2 separate regions of the Anas platyrhynchos genome follow, and region 1 is linked to region 2. The links are chromatin contacts, called in public Hi-C maps. All regions are on one chromosome and are shown on one strand. Each heading gives the region's core, a stretch centred on a gene start, on an enhancer-like site or on the middle of the called end of the contact. The rest is flanking DNA. Distances are from core to core; before and after follow the strand shown.

Region 1 (7,086 bases), core at 1,847-4,346, 74 kb after region 2:
AGGATTTATCATGTGCAAACAGCACAAAAACACTGTAGGATGAATTGATGAGCGCATAGGTAGTCGTGAGGTTGGTAGCAGAGAAGGGGGAGATGCTTGTTAATGGAGGTAAGAGGAGGAGGACAGCAGGAGGCAATCCAAAGAGGTATCCAGGCACTGAAGGATGTAGAGGGAGAGCTCTTTTGTCCAGAGCACTGAGATGGGTGGGAGAAGAAGCAGGTAAAAACATGAAAAGGAAAGCAGGGTCTAGAAAGGAGACTTGGGACTTTTACTGCACCAGCGCAGGAGCTTGACAACAGCTTTGTGGAGGTGACAGGGCCCAGGCCCTGTGTAAGAGATTAAAGGTGATCCTAATTCACCCCATTTTGATACAAAATGTGAGATTTTCCTTTAGGCCTCCACAAACATCTTTCTGTAGCTGAGCTGAGCTCCTGGGCTGGACACCTGCTAGTACTAGGGCTGTTTGTGGAAGAGAGGGAATCACACTGCCACTCTGATACTAAGCTCACATTTTGTTGATGTTTGGTGTCTGTGTAGCCTGTTTTAGGAAACACATGAGGTATTGTACATCTCATACAGCAGGATCAACAAGCCAAAAGACCTTGTGTTTCAGGAGACCCTGTCTAGCAAGAGGCCACGGAAGGAACAGCAGTTGCTGCCTGTAGGTGGGAGCTGACCAAGGTGGGCTTTGGTGCCCAAAATGCTAGAGAGGACCGGTGGAGCTGAGGTGGCCTGCGCACCTGACGGGCACAAGTGCTGCCTGAGAGGGCTGCTGGCTCCCCCAGGGCGGGATAGGATGGGCTGACTCATGCCGGGAGGTCAGGAAGGTGCCCTGCGCTCCCTCACTGTGGCTTGGCAGGGATCTGGTAAGCCAGTTGGGAAACGCTTTTATTGTTTCCCACTGACCTGCTGAACCCTCCCGGCAAGATGAATCATTTGCAACAAAGGATGTGACCCTTTGCTGGAAGCGCTCTTCCTCTGCTCCACTGATGCTGCTCAGCCTGGTGCATGCCTATTGTGGCCAGCCCTAATGAAAATCCTGTTTTCCCAGAGAAGCTGGTAGTTAGATCTAATATCAAGCTCCACACCCTCATGATTTGATCCGCAAACCCTTTCTCCTGTCCTCTCCTTCCTGGATCCTTGGTTGCTCATTGTGGCTCCCTGTGGGAGACCTTCCCACCTAGCTCGTGAGTGAGAAGAAATGAAGAATGAAAGCTCAAGGAAGCTTAGTGTTTCCCTCCAAGTGGATGACTGGAATACATCCCTTTCACCTCTTCACTTCTCTTCCAGTCAAGCTTAGGAACTACAGCCTTGTCTTCTTCCCAGCTCTCTTGCTGAGAGATCCTGCTGCCAAAACTTGTGTCTTGTCAGCCTGGGTAATTTGTACCCAGGAGTGCCAGCCAAAATAAACTCAGTGCAAAAGAAGGGGTACCCAAGTCCCAGATGGGAAGTACGAAGGCTGTTAAATCACACCCCTGTTTTGGCATTGTATAGCTGAGCTTTCTGCTTGGGTTTTGGGGAGATGTGGGACAGAGAGCAGGGCTGCCTGGAGAAATTCTGCTCAGATGATGACAGCCAAAGACCGTGCAGTCGCAGATGAGGTGCAAATTTAGACACAGGAGAAGGGGTCGACTGGGTGGAGCAGGCAGGCTGTGTGAGGAGGTCTGTGGCCTTGCTGCAGGGAACAGCGATGGGCTCACCTAGTCTTGCTTTGTGGAGGCTTGACACCAGGACTTCCAGTCACTGGTGCCTCTTTATGGGCATCCCTTCACTTGAAGACATGCATATCTTCAAAATACTGTGGTCTAGGTGATGGTACAGGAAGCCAAACACACCTGCCAGTGTCTCGCAAAAGGGAGACACAAAGCAGGTCAGGCCTGGGGCACGTGCCTGCCTGGGTAGCAGAGGTGAGTGAGTTGAGAGAACATCTTTACACCTAAGAACAATGGGCTGAGGTTGAGCTGGCAACAAGCAGCTATTCTCATTGCCCCGGAGGAGCTGAGCTGATTTGCAGCATAATTAATATTCATCAGATCTACCAACCTGAGATCAGGGTTTTGGCTTGTTCAGAAAATCTCTTTCCCTGCTTTGTTAATGCCCCCAGATGAAATTCTTTGCAGCTGTGGAGAGTGTTTCTGCTACTGACAGCATACCTCCTTCTTATTTATTTATTTTTAAAGCTGGATGTTTCCTGTTTCCTGCCTACCTGGGATTTGTTGACTGGGCAGGAGGGGGGAGGCATGCACAAGTGCACATCATTAGCAACGACATCAATGCAGGCAGGCATTCTCTCCAAAACCACCGAGGAGAAGCCAGGAGGATCACACCCACCTAAAAATAAACATTAACATATGTACAGGCCTTTCAGAGCCTGAATCACTGCTGGATACCAGATCTCCACAGGCTCATGCCCAGAGATGGTACAAGAGTCTGCTGGGGAGCAGCATTAACTTCCTGGCACTATGGGGAAGGTGCAGCTTTGGTTGCTGCTGCTCGCAGATTCCCAGGACTTTTGTACATTGGCAGGTGGCCCCAAGATGAGATGCTGACGCTATCTGTGCTTCAGCAGCTTGCTGTGGTGCTAGTGCAGCTGCAGACAGTAAAACGCAGACTCTTACCCATGTCAGGAAGTTTGGGGTGCTCTAGGACAGACTGTGGAAACAAGAATTATGTCTGCAAGGACATTTCTCTCCCTTGTGCTTCCTGCCATGATGTGTGCTGGGCTCGGGACTGATGTGGTTTGTTTTCAGTTGGAGAGCTGAGATGGGAAGGATGGTAGGAGGAAGGAGAGGCAGTGCGGGGGTTTGCACTCCCACTCTCTGCAGTAAACGTGTTCAAGGCTTGTTATATCATGCAGCAAATAAAACTCATGAGGCATAACCCAGAGAAACTGAGGCACGATTCTGCTTTGGATGTCTTGACCTTGCTCAGGTTAACTGCTTTCCTACTGCACACCGGAGCAGAGCTGCCTTTGGAAAAGGAGGACAGCTTTCGCATGTGTGGTGATTGCAGAGCTGCTGCAGGCCAGCAGTGAATCCTACTGACAAGTCGTGCGTGGGCCTGGAGAAGGCTGGCAGTGAAACAGCAGGAGGGGGTGTTGGCGAGCGTTGGGCAGTGTTAGATCTCTCCAGTCTCCAGCCGTGACGTTGTCATGGCGTGTACAGCACGTGTGCTGTGTCACTCCCCGGTATCAGGGGAGCATCCCCCTAGCTGGAATAGCAAGGAAAAATACTGTGGGTCAGGAAAAATTGTCTTAGAGCTGCATGGATACGTTGACAGTGACTGATTGTACTGGCCATGAAGCAAGGCAAAACTGACAGTTATAGGAATTTGCCCGGAGTTTCATACCCTTGACTTCTGTTTGAAAACCAGTGGGAGATTTCTATTCTTCCAGATGTGCACTCAAACTCTGTTTGATCCTGACACATCAGAACAGAAGGTCTGAGCATGGAGCAGCATTTGAAACTCCTGAGTTGGTCACTGGTGACAGCACAGACCCATCTGCCTCACTGCCAGCGCTCCAGACTTTGTCTGTCAGCTGCAGAGCCCCTGCAAGGGCAATAGGAAAGAGGTGCTTCTGCCCTCCAGTGTGTGTGTCTCATGTAGAAGGTTGTAAAGCTTCCTGGAACCAGAGGCAGACATAATGACATCAGTGTTAGGCACTTTCTTTACATCATCTAGGTTTGAGGAATGTTTGTTTGACTTGAGGGGGAAAAAAAAAAAAAAAAGGCTTTTAACAGGCATGGGGTAGGGGACATATCCAGATGGTCCTGTTTAAACACAGGCTGGTAAGGGACTACTGAGGAGTTTGCTAGGTACACATTTTGGTCAGGAATCATCCCTTAACAGCACAGCACTTATAATAAAGAAGCAGCAATGGCATTCAGCTGTTAATGCTGCTGGGAATGGAGGTGTTGGTAGGCTCCTCATAGCTCCAGCTGCACCCAATAGCTGGGAAAGTGACTCCTGGGGAGGGCAGGGAAAGCCCGGATAGAAAAGTGGTGTTTGCTGCTCTCTACTGGTTTGTGGGGGGGATGATGTTCTGGGAGCGATCGTGGTATGGAGAAGCCAGGCAATGACTCACCATAAATTACACGGGCTCAGAGACAGGTGATGGAAATAAGCCTCAGCTCTGACCTGGAACCAGATGAGGAAGGAGGTGCCTGGCCATTGCTGCCCCTAGGAGAGAAGGCAACAGCAGGGAGCAGAGCTTGCAATAAGGAGCATTTAACAGCTCTTTTTTTTTCTTTTTTTTTTTTTTTCTCTGTATTGAAACAATTTACTCAATTGGCTCTGGTAGGAGTCATGCATAAGGAGTATGGAGTGTGTTGCTGAGGGGGCTCAGTGCCTTACCTGGGCCCTTCTTGCACTAACCAAAACATTTTCTCTGTTTTTCACCAGCACCGGCAGCTCCTGAAGGACAGCTTCATGGTGGAGCTAGTTGAGGGGGCTCGCAAACTCCGTCATGTCTTTCTTTTTACTGATCTATTCCTGTGTGCCAAGCTCAAGAAGCAGATTGGAGGGTGAGGTTTCCTTTCTGGACTATGTATTTTGCATCTCAGCTTCAGCATAATTCTCGGTTTAGCCAGCAATGACAGTTGAATACTCCAGTTTCTTACTGGAAAGCAGCCTTTTGCCAGATTTTTTCCACCTGGAAGTCACAGTGAAGTTGTGCCCATTTCTGTATCTTCTGAACTATAATGAGGAAAGGCTCGTGGGAAGGGGGGGAGTGGGTGTTGCTAAGCACCAGTAGTAGTAAAGGTTTGGAACTTCTGTCTTTCAGAAAAAGCCAGCAGTATGACTGCAAATGGTACATCCCACTCACGGACCTTAGTTTCCAAATGGTGGATGAGTCTGAGGCAGTGCCCAACATCCCACTGGTGCCTGATGAGGAGCTGGATGCCATGAAGATCAAGATATCCCAGATCAAGAATGACATCCAGCGTGAAAAGGTAAAAAGGGGTTGACTGCTCCAACCAAAGCATAGAACAGATTCAGTATCTTTGCTGACATCAGATGCTGATAGAAGCAGCGTTCCCAGAGCTGCACAGCATGGGGAGTCCTGCAGAGACCACCCAGCAGAGATTTGTGGTGCAGCTCTGTTAGCAGTGATATCTAGACTGCTGCGTAGCCCATTGTTGCTCATCCTAGTGCAGTGCTTGAATGATGGTGTCCTTTGAGGATGCAGGAACTGCAAAAGATGCTTTATGGTAGCCAGTAGCTTCCCTACTTGCATGGGACTACATGTGACTGCTTTATCCAGGCATTCATGTGGAGAGCAGAGCTCTTATGCTGTAGACACGAGAAGGACTGGGAGTGTGGCATAGCACTTCTTAGGAAGTCTGACTTCTGGCTGTCTGAGTATGATCCTGTAAGTGAATTTGGTCAGAAGCATGTACTTTGGAATTTTTGCAGGCTCACTTATGCTTTTCTAGCATTTTCTGACTTCACCAGTGTCAAAGCAACAGCAATATATAAAGAGAATACAAATTATTCTGACTGGACAGTATGACAAAGATGTGGTGTCTCTGGCCCAGGCTTGTCTTTGCTTGCAAGGCACGTTTTCTCAGAGTTGTTAGACTTTGAACCATCCTGCCACCCAAATGAGAAAAAAGTCTTTGAAAACTAAAAGCCTGACGGTATGTAGAGAAGGATATGAATAAAATTACTTGTACCATGAGAAGAAAATCCCCTGCACTTCCAAAGAACATGCTTCTTGTGCCTTTGCCCTGGCTAGCTTTCAGAGAGGGTTTCCTGGAAAATGTGAGATACTAGGAGGAACACGGTGTGGAAGCCTCTTACTCACAAGACGCAGGTGTTTAGGAAACACGTTTTGGTGCATCAGTGCCAAACAATGTACGTGGCTGGCTTTGGGGCTGGGTTTTATCCAAGAAAAAAAAAAAAAAAACACAAACAAACGTGTTTTAGCTGACCTCTGAAAACGCGTTGGTAGGTAGCAGATGGGAAAGAATTTTGGTGATAGAGTTCCGAGCAGCTTTTAGAGAAGTTGCCTTCACTCTCCTTGACTAAGGATGCTTGTGGAGGACCTGGCAGTGCTGTGGCTGCCCAGTGATGGGATGCTGCCTGCGGACTCTAGAACAGAAAATATTGGGGTGGTGGGCATGCAGCCCTGCACCTAAATCTGGGGCAGCTGAGACTGGGCACAGAGTCAAGTCTGGCTGAAGAGATATTGCAGAGATAACACCTTCCTGAGCAGCTGGAGCCCTGTGAATCCTATTGACAGCATTTCTCCTGCCTGGGGCCATTTTGCTACTTTCAGAGGGAAGGGACCATGGGTCTGAAAATGTGTGTTGGCATAAATTGGGGCAGCTGTAGGAGAATGACATTCATGTCCTCTGTCTCCCTCTCTCCCCCACCCTTCAGAGAGCCAATAAGGGCAGCAAGGTCATTGAGAGGTTGAAAAAGAAGCTCTCAGAGCAGGAATCACTCCTACTGCTGATGTCTCCCAACATGGCCTTCCGGGTACACAATCGCAATGGCAAGGTGAGTGGCTTTTCTGGTCTGCCTCAGGCCCTGTGTACAAGACAGGTGTCAAAGGATTGTGTGTGTCTGTGTGCCTGTATATGCCATATACAAATGGACCTGCCCTGGCAGAGAGATAGGAAATGCTCTTTTCATCTAACAAAAAGCTTCGCTTGGCAGCGGGGATGCTGAATGGTTGTGAACAATCTCCTTTTAGCTCCACAGGATGCTCAGTGTGCCAGAGGTATCACCTGCTCTGGCAGTACTGGAGCTTTTCACCGTGGCCTTTACACACACAAAGACAAAGGATGCTCCCAAGATCCTGTTACTAGTCATTGAAAATTCACAAGCTGGTGCCTGCTTCTTCAGCTTGCATCAGCCTCTTGGCCTGCAATAGAGGCTCTGGGGTTTCATGGTGCAACTGTTACAAGGAATACCATGGGACCCCATGCTGCCAGGGACACAGCTGCTCCTTGCAGGGTGGAGCTCTGTGAAAGCTCTGACAGCAGGAGCCCATGTTGGTACCACTGGCACACTGCTGAGAAGGCACATTGCTGGAGTCCTCACTGTCACTGACAAAGCTGTGATGTAGGGCAAGTGGCA
Region 2 (6,981 bases), core at 1,263-3,762:
GCCATTTGAGTGATTATTTGACGCTTAGGGTGTTATTCTTTATATTTTCATAGGTCATGTGATTCAGACCTTTAGTGTTGGTTCTCAGCTCAGGCTCACCTCACTGAGGTACAACCAGAGTTCATTCTTCATGAGTAGATGTCGTATTCTGTGTCTTTTCGGGTTTTCATCAATAGTCAGAAGTTGTTCTGGGGAGTGTAACAAAGCTTACCAGTGTGCAGATGCTATGAACTGCTCACTGTATCACATCTTCACAGGCTGAGTTAAAATGAAGTGTTTGGCAGGTTCAGGTTGTAGCAGCATCTGCATTAGTTAATGGAGATGGGGGATGGGTTTCCTTTATTTTGGGCCATAAGGTTGTTCTCACAGCAACAAATTGCCATTTTCTGAATCTTAAGAAATGGGGTTCCCGTGTTCCTGGGCTCACAGAATAATTTGGACTGGACAGGACTTTGGGAGATAACTGGCCTAGCCAGACTCTACCACAGTGTGCTGTCTTGTAATACAAAAATACAGTTTCTTAATTTCAGCCACGTATGAATGAGAAATTATGTTTTATTTCTTGTTAGAAAGACTCTGCTTATGTGCTTCCACTTTTATTTTTTTCTTACAAAACTCCTGATTCTCCCGTGTGGGATCATGATAAAGCCCATAACCTGGAACTCTGCTAAGCGTAGTAGCTCTCCTTACCCACAGGAGGGAGCTCCATGGCCAGTTCAGTTCCAGTAATGGTTCAACTGGCAAGAACTGGCAATCTCTTGTGGGCCAGCAGAGGGCGAGAGCTGAATGTACTGGCTTTTTTTAGCCCCCTTGTCACAGCATGCTCTGTCACCAATCCCAGATACATCTACCTCCAGAGCCCTAATGAAATTTTGTATCCTGATAAAACTATACTCAGTCGAATGTAGAAAGTATCAGCAAAAATTCAGAGACCCCTTCAATGGCCACCGGAACTTCTGATGCTGTAGTACCTCAATGAATACAGAGGCTGCAGTTGTTTAATAGTGTTCGCCAAAAGTTAGACGTGCGTACAGAAGTCCCTCTGACTCATCAGAATTCTTGCTGCCTCTGGAAAAGTGAGCCTAGTGAGTGTGAGAAAACACCCTAGAAATAATAAAACAAACCAATAACACCAGCAAACTATGAACAAATGGGGGACACAAATTCATAACAGAGCCTTATTATGTAATATATCTGTCGTTATTTTAATCATGCTAGTAAAATCTGAAATGTCATATTACTGGAAATATATTGTGTGTCATAATGTCGTTGTTCAAACCGGCATGACGGCAAACAGCATCAATGCTAAAAAGCCAATTTTCTTTCTGTGGAAGATGGAAGTTCCCTAGAAGGCTTGTATAGATATTTACTAAGTATACAGATTTCATTATGATTTTGATTATAATCTGTTTTCCACATAGATCAGCCAGTGTGTTAGAAGCTGAGGAAACAAGTGCAGGAAAAAGAGGTTAAAGCCAGGAAACGAACAGCAAGGGAGATGAACTATGCAAAGCTGAATGCATGATTAGCCGTTTGTGATGTCTGAAAATATTTGATATGTCATATCAAAAAGCGTGAAGAGGAAAATGGTTTAGTGGATTATGAAACATTGCATATTTTGAAGGTAAGAGAACTGCTCTTGTGGACTTGTGCTTTTCATGCTTAAGGAACCGTATTAGTTATTGCTGGGGCTATATTCCACAATCTTTTCTCTTAAAATGCATGAGAAAAGGTATTCCTCACTCTGGGGATTTGTCCCACCTCTGGCATGAAAGAAGCAGGCTTCTGAGGGATGTGAGGTGTACAATATCCCACTTTTCCCATCATTTGGACAGGAACACTGCAATTTCAGGTGTATCCATTACCCCTTTTTCAGAGGTTGAATTAGTATGTGGAAAAGGTACAGGGCCTAAACACGGCTGTGTACCCCAATTTCAGGTGGAATGAGAGACAGCTGCTGGCCCATGTTCAGCTTGTTTGCCCCCCTTCACCCAGAGCTGGAGAGCGGGGCTCCCGCTTGTTCTGCGTAGGCTAACATACAGGACAAAGGCACACCTAATCTCTGAACAAAGCAGACTTTATTACCAATATCACAGTGCTTTCAGAGCACCAGCTGGGCACTGATAACTCAGCAAGGACCGAATGAATGAGGAGCCTGCTAGTGCCCAGCACCTCGGCTTGAGGTGAATGATGGAATCATGCAGGTTGGAGAAGACCTCCAAGGTCCAACCATCACCCCACTGCCTCCCACCCAACCGAGTGCAACCTCTCCTTAAACACCCCCAAAACCCTCAGCGGGGCCTGAAGGCTGCAGCTCGGAGTTAAGGAGGGCCAGACCAGCCCCCTCCGTGCTCCAACCTCGCCCTGCTCCCTCGTGCCCCCTCTTCGCACACCGCTGCCTTTGTCTCGGCGCCAGCCTCCGCCGGGCCGGGCCTCCAAAGGCAGCGGGGGCCCGGGCTGCCCCTTTAAGAGGCCCCCAGCGCCGTTTCAGCCGGGCTCCTGCCCTGCCTCCCTCCTTCCCTGCCTCCTTCCATCCCTCCCCTTCCGCAGCGCCGCGGCTCGGGGCGCCGCCGGAGCCGGGCCGCGATGGGCAGCCGGGGGCAGCCTCCGGAGCCTCGCCGCCAGCCTCCGCCTCCACAGCCGCGCCGGGGAGGCTGCCGCGGGGCCGCGGGGAGCTCCGGCACCGCCGGGTAGCGGCCGGGCTCGCCGCCCTGCGCCCGGAGGCCAGCAACAATAGCCGGGAGGAGGAGGAGACAGGGAAAGGGGCAGGGGGAAAGGAGGAGAGAGAAAGAGAAAGCACAACACGGGGGCTGGCCGCGGGAGGACGGAGCGGAGGGCTGCCCGGAGCGGCCGCACTGAGCAGCGCGGCCGGGACGGCAGCGGCAGGAGGTGGGTGGGAGGGTGGGGGGCGATATTTACCTTCTCTCCCCCACCCCGAGCCTGCTCCTTTGTCCACCTCCCCTTTGAAGTGCTCGGGAATCGCCGGGGTGGGAGCGTTGTTGTTCGCTAGCAGAAGCTCGGGCATGACGGGGGGAGAGTAGCGAGGGGACGGGGGGCAGGGGCCGGCGAGAGGTGGAGGAGGCGAGGAGCAGAGATTGATCCGAGGATTGCCGTTTGCCTCCCAGTTCCTCTGCATGGACCGTGAAAGAGACGCGTTGAGTTGACCCTGCCGGAGCTGTTTTTGCTTCTACATGTGAGATCCGGCTGCTTTATTCTCTCCGGCTATCTCTCTCCAGCTTCCCTCCCTTATTCTCCACTTATTTACTCCTGTATGCAAAATGGTGGACCCTGTGGGGTTTGTGGAGGCTTGGAAAGCACAATTTGCAGACTCTGAGCCTCCTAAAATGGAGCTGAAATCTGTGGGAGATATTGAACAGGAGCTGGAGATGTGCAAAGCATCTATCCGGAGACTGGAGATGGAGGTCAACAAGGAGAGGTTCCGCATGATTTACCTGCAGACTCTTCTGGCAAAGGAGAAAAAAAGCTACGATAGACAGAGATGGGGTTTTAAACGTGTTTCTCAGTTGCCTGAAGGGGGTGCAGAGCAGCAGATCCAGGACCTGCATCATCACCAGTCTGCTGACCAAGATGAATATGAAAAAAGCAAGTCACACCACGGGGAGGAAAAGTTCAAACCCAGGATACCTTCTCTGCGGAAGCTGTCTACCCAGAGTGACGGGTCAGACCTGTCGCCTTTGGACAGTCCCCATCACGGGGAGGGAGAGCAGGACAGGTGTAAGTACTACGGCGAAGAGAAACTGAAGAGAGTTGTAGAAGATACAGAGACTCGCTGTGATACAGATGGATCTCCTTCAAAACACAGATCGGCTTCCACTCGCAGGCTAGCGGGATCTGCTGAGAAGGAGGCATCTTTTGAACCTATTTCTAAGGACAGAGGGAACAGCACCAGTGTGGCAGCCCTAAGGTCTAACTTTGAGAGGATTAAAAAGGGGAATTCACATCATTCTGGAGATAACAAGGATGTTGTTGAAAAGCCCTTCTATGTGAACATGGAGTATCATCACGAGAAGGGTCTAGTGAAGGTCAACGATAAAGACGTTTCTGATAAAATAAGCTCTCTTGGTAGCCAAGCCATGCAAATGGAACGCAAAAAGTCCTTACACTCCCTTCCTTCTACTGTGGTACCCAGCTTCAACGAATTCCAGAGGCCTGCTTACAGGGGAAGGTCCTCAGAGAGCACTTTTGGCTATGATGGAGAATATGAAGATGCTGAACTGAACCCCAGGTTTCTCAAAGATAATCTGATTAATGCCAATGGCAGCAACCGCTCACCTTGGCAGCCCATGGACTTTCAGCCCTATCAAAGTATCTATGTTGGTGGAATGATGGGGGATGCAGAAGGGAAAGGACCTATCCTGAGAAATCAGAGTACGACTGACCAGGAAAAACACCTCACTTGGCCCAGGAGATCTTATTCCCCGAGGAGTTTTGAAGATATTGGAGGAGGATATACTCCTGACTGTAGCTCTAATGAGAACCTTACCTCCAGCGAGGAAGACTTCTCTTCAGGGCAGTCCAGCCACGTGTCCCCCAGCCCCACCACTTACCGCATGTACCGGGATAAAAGTCGTTCTCCGTCCCAGAACTCTCAGCAGTCCTTTGACAGCAGCAGTCCACCGACCCCCCAGTCTCAAAAACGGCACCGGCAGCAGCAGGTCGTTGTGTCTGAGGCTACTATTGTGGGCGTACGAAAAACAGGACAGATCTGGCCAAGTGACGGAGATTTGCCTTCTGGGAGATGTCACCAGGACAGCTGCTTCCATGGGGATGCAGGTGTGTACCAGACATCTTTTTTTTTTTTTTTTTTTTTTTTAATGTACAGAGCAGGAAGTGGCATCATGGAAATGAAAAATGAATGGGAGTGATTTTCTAGGTTGCCCTGGGTGAATCACCCAAAGGGGGCAAGTGTTTCATGTGAAAACTCTGTTTACCTTGTAGTTGTCCTGTTCTGGGAAGGTCCTGCAGAAGTATACCTCAGACTGTATTTTAGAAATACAGATTGGATTCCCATAAGGTTTGGTTCAGGCTTCTCTTGAGAGGATCAACCGAGTCCTACGTTAATGAGTTCTCAAAGTTTCGGTGTCAACACTGACGTAAATAGGGGCCAGAACTTCTCAGGGGTTGTAAAGCGATCATTCCTTCCCTCTTATTCTTGCCTTGAGTAGTTAAACCCTCCCTCAGAGGTGATAGTATGGCAACATGCTCCAACCTGAAGGTTTTGCTGGAGTTTTACCAGAAATGATGCTCTTCCCACAGTCTGTTTTTTTTTCCTGCCAGTATTAATTGGATTGCTAGTTTCTCATTCTGTTTTGTGTTATCCTTCAATTATAGCTGATTGGAGGCGATGATTGTGCAACCCTGTTGAAGCTTTCTGCTATCACTAAGTGAGGGAATAACTTTGAATATCAGGAAGCCCCGAGGGAGAGCTCGTAATTTAATTTTAGCAGAATCAAAATTTTTGTTTGGGGAAGGATGGGCCATGTTTGACCTCAGTCTTGTGCAAGTTATTCAGGCACGCAGATGTCTGTGTGGAATTGCAGTGGATTTACAGCTGGAGGAAGAGGTGAACTATGTTTATTCAGGTAGACTTATTGAATATATGTGGACATCTGAATCTATTTAGCAAGGCAAGGTACATACTGTAGACGATTTCTTGTATCAACACCACCGCTAGTCTTCTGTGCAGTAAATGAAAAGTGATCAAATCCAGGAATGAAAAAGCAGTATGGGTGTTTTGATAGACTTTCATTCTAAATCTGTGAGTTATTCTGTGTTCTTTTTTTTTTTTTTTTTTTTTTCTTTTTCCTTTGAATCTGTCATTTTAATAAGGGGGTTAATAGAATGTTTGCTAAAAGGATTGAATTCCTGAAGTAGTAGGTGAATGAAAGGCCTATGAAAGATGTTACTTTCCCAGGTTCATAGAATCATGTAATGGTTTGGGCTGGAAGGGACCTTAAAGATCACCTAATTTCACCACCCCTCTCCGCCCCTGCCATGGGTAGGGACACAATCCTCTGCACCAGGTTGTGTGAGTTTGGTGTAAAGCAACTTCGCTGAAAGGAGATTTCTGGTTTTGCTTTCCATGCTGCTTTGTTTGTTTGTTTGTTTTGCCAGCAGCGCTTCTGGGAGTAACAACAGAGGGAGAACTCCTTCCTCCCACCCCCTGCCATCCTTGCAACCTTTTGTTTTGTTAGTGGGAAGCTGTACAGTAGTAATGGATGTTTGCTGTACATGGAACCTCAGCATCCTGTCCTCACAGTGACTTCTTTATCAGATGGCATATACATACCTGCTTTCTATCTGGGACTACTGCGTTCTTGTTTGAGCTTATGCATATGTTTGTATCTTGTGGGGAGCACTCGCAATGCAGGGGAGAGGCTGGATCGAGTGCTGTTTTAAACTGAGCTGCAGCCATCTGTCTCTGCTCTTGTTTACTGATGCTCTTTAGATGACTGGGAAGCCTCCTGGCAGTTGCAGTTTTTGCAGAAGAAAACAAAGGGGCAAAACCAACAAAGGTCGATGAAGCTCGAGGACAAATTCAGCTTTCAGAAAGGCAGTAGATCATGTTTTAAATAGTTCAGCTTACGCTTTGTGGAATGCAATGGTAGTAAAAGGGGCTGCTTAAAACTCAGAATTGCTAAAATTTCTGGTTGTGCTGGAAAGCCCGGTGCATGTTCCTGAGGTCGGCCACACAATTGCAGGCAAGGACAGAATGTAACTGATGCCCCTTCTGCTTTCAGCAGCACAGGGGTAACGTGCTTAGCAGGAGCCTTCACCAGATGGCTAATCAGTATTGTCTTGTGAGTTAGCTGGTGGCAACTTTTTACTTAACCAAGAAGGCTTGTGACTGGAGGACTGTATTTCAGATTAATTCTTACTGAGCATCGTTTTATTTTTATTTTTTTTTTTCCTGATTAGGTTTGATCAAACTTCTTTCTAATTGGTAGAACCTCCTTTTTG

The links. Hi-C and Micro-C count contacts between places; a contact is called where the count stands out from the background.
Region 1: a Hi-C map of F5 follicle shows a contact between it and region 2, with 4 times the contacts expected there. The contact joins the enhancer-like site here to the promoter of BCR in region 2. A contact is called at or near these places in 7 of 8 Hi-C or Micro-C datasets (F1 follicle, F5 follicle, liver and 3 more).

The regions. Positions count from the first base shown.
Region 1 is chr16:8,598,170-8,605,255 of IASCAAS_PekinDuck_T2T, forward strand. It overlaps BCR (BCR activator of RhoGEF and GTPase), which reads left to right. Exons shown (of 24, transcript XM_027469697.3): 10 at 4,402-4,523; 11 at 4,784-4,952; 12 at 6,385-6,504. Among named protein-coding and RNA genes, the nearest start is that of SPECC1L, 32 kb to the right of the region's middle. Within about 2 kb of position 3,097, at least 3 of the 8 cell types and tissues checked have an H3K27ac peak or open chromatin away from gene starts, as enhancers often do. A contact at or near this core is called in F1 follicle, where this site is marked.
Region 2 is chr16:8,524,419-8,531,399 of IASCAAS_PekinDuck_T2T, forward strand. It overlaps BCR (BCR activator of RhoGEF and GTPase), which reads left to right and starts at 2,513. Exons shown (of 24, transcript XM_027469697.3): 1 at 2,513-2,889; 2 at 3,126-4,794. The coding sequence starts at 3,279. It overlaps RAB36 (RAB36, member RAS oncogene family), which reads left to right. Exons shown (of 14, transcript XM_072024595.1): 14 at 1-170.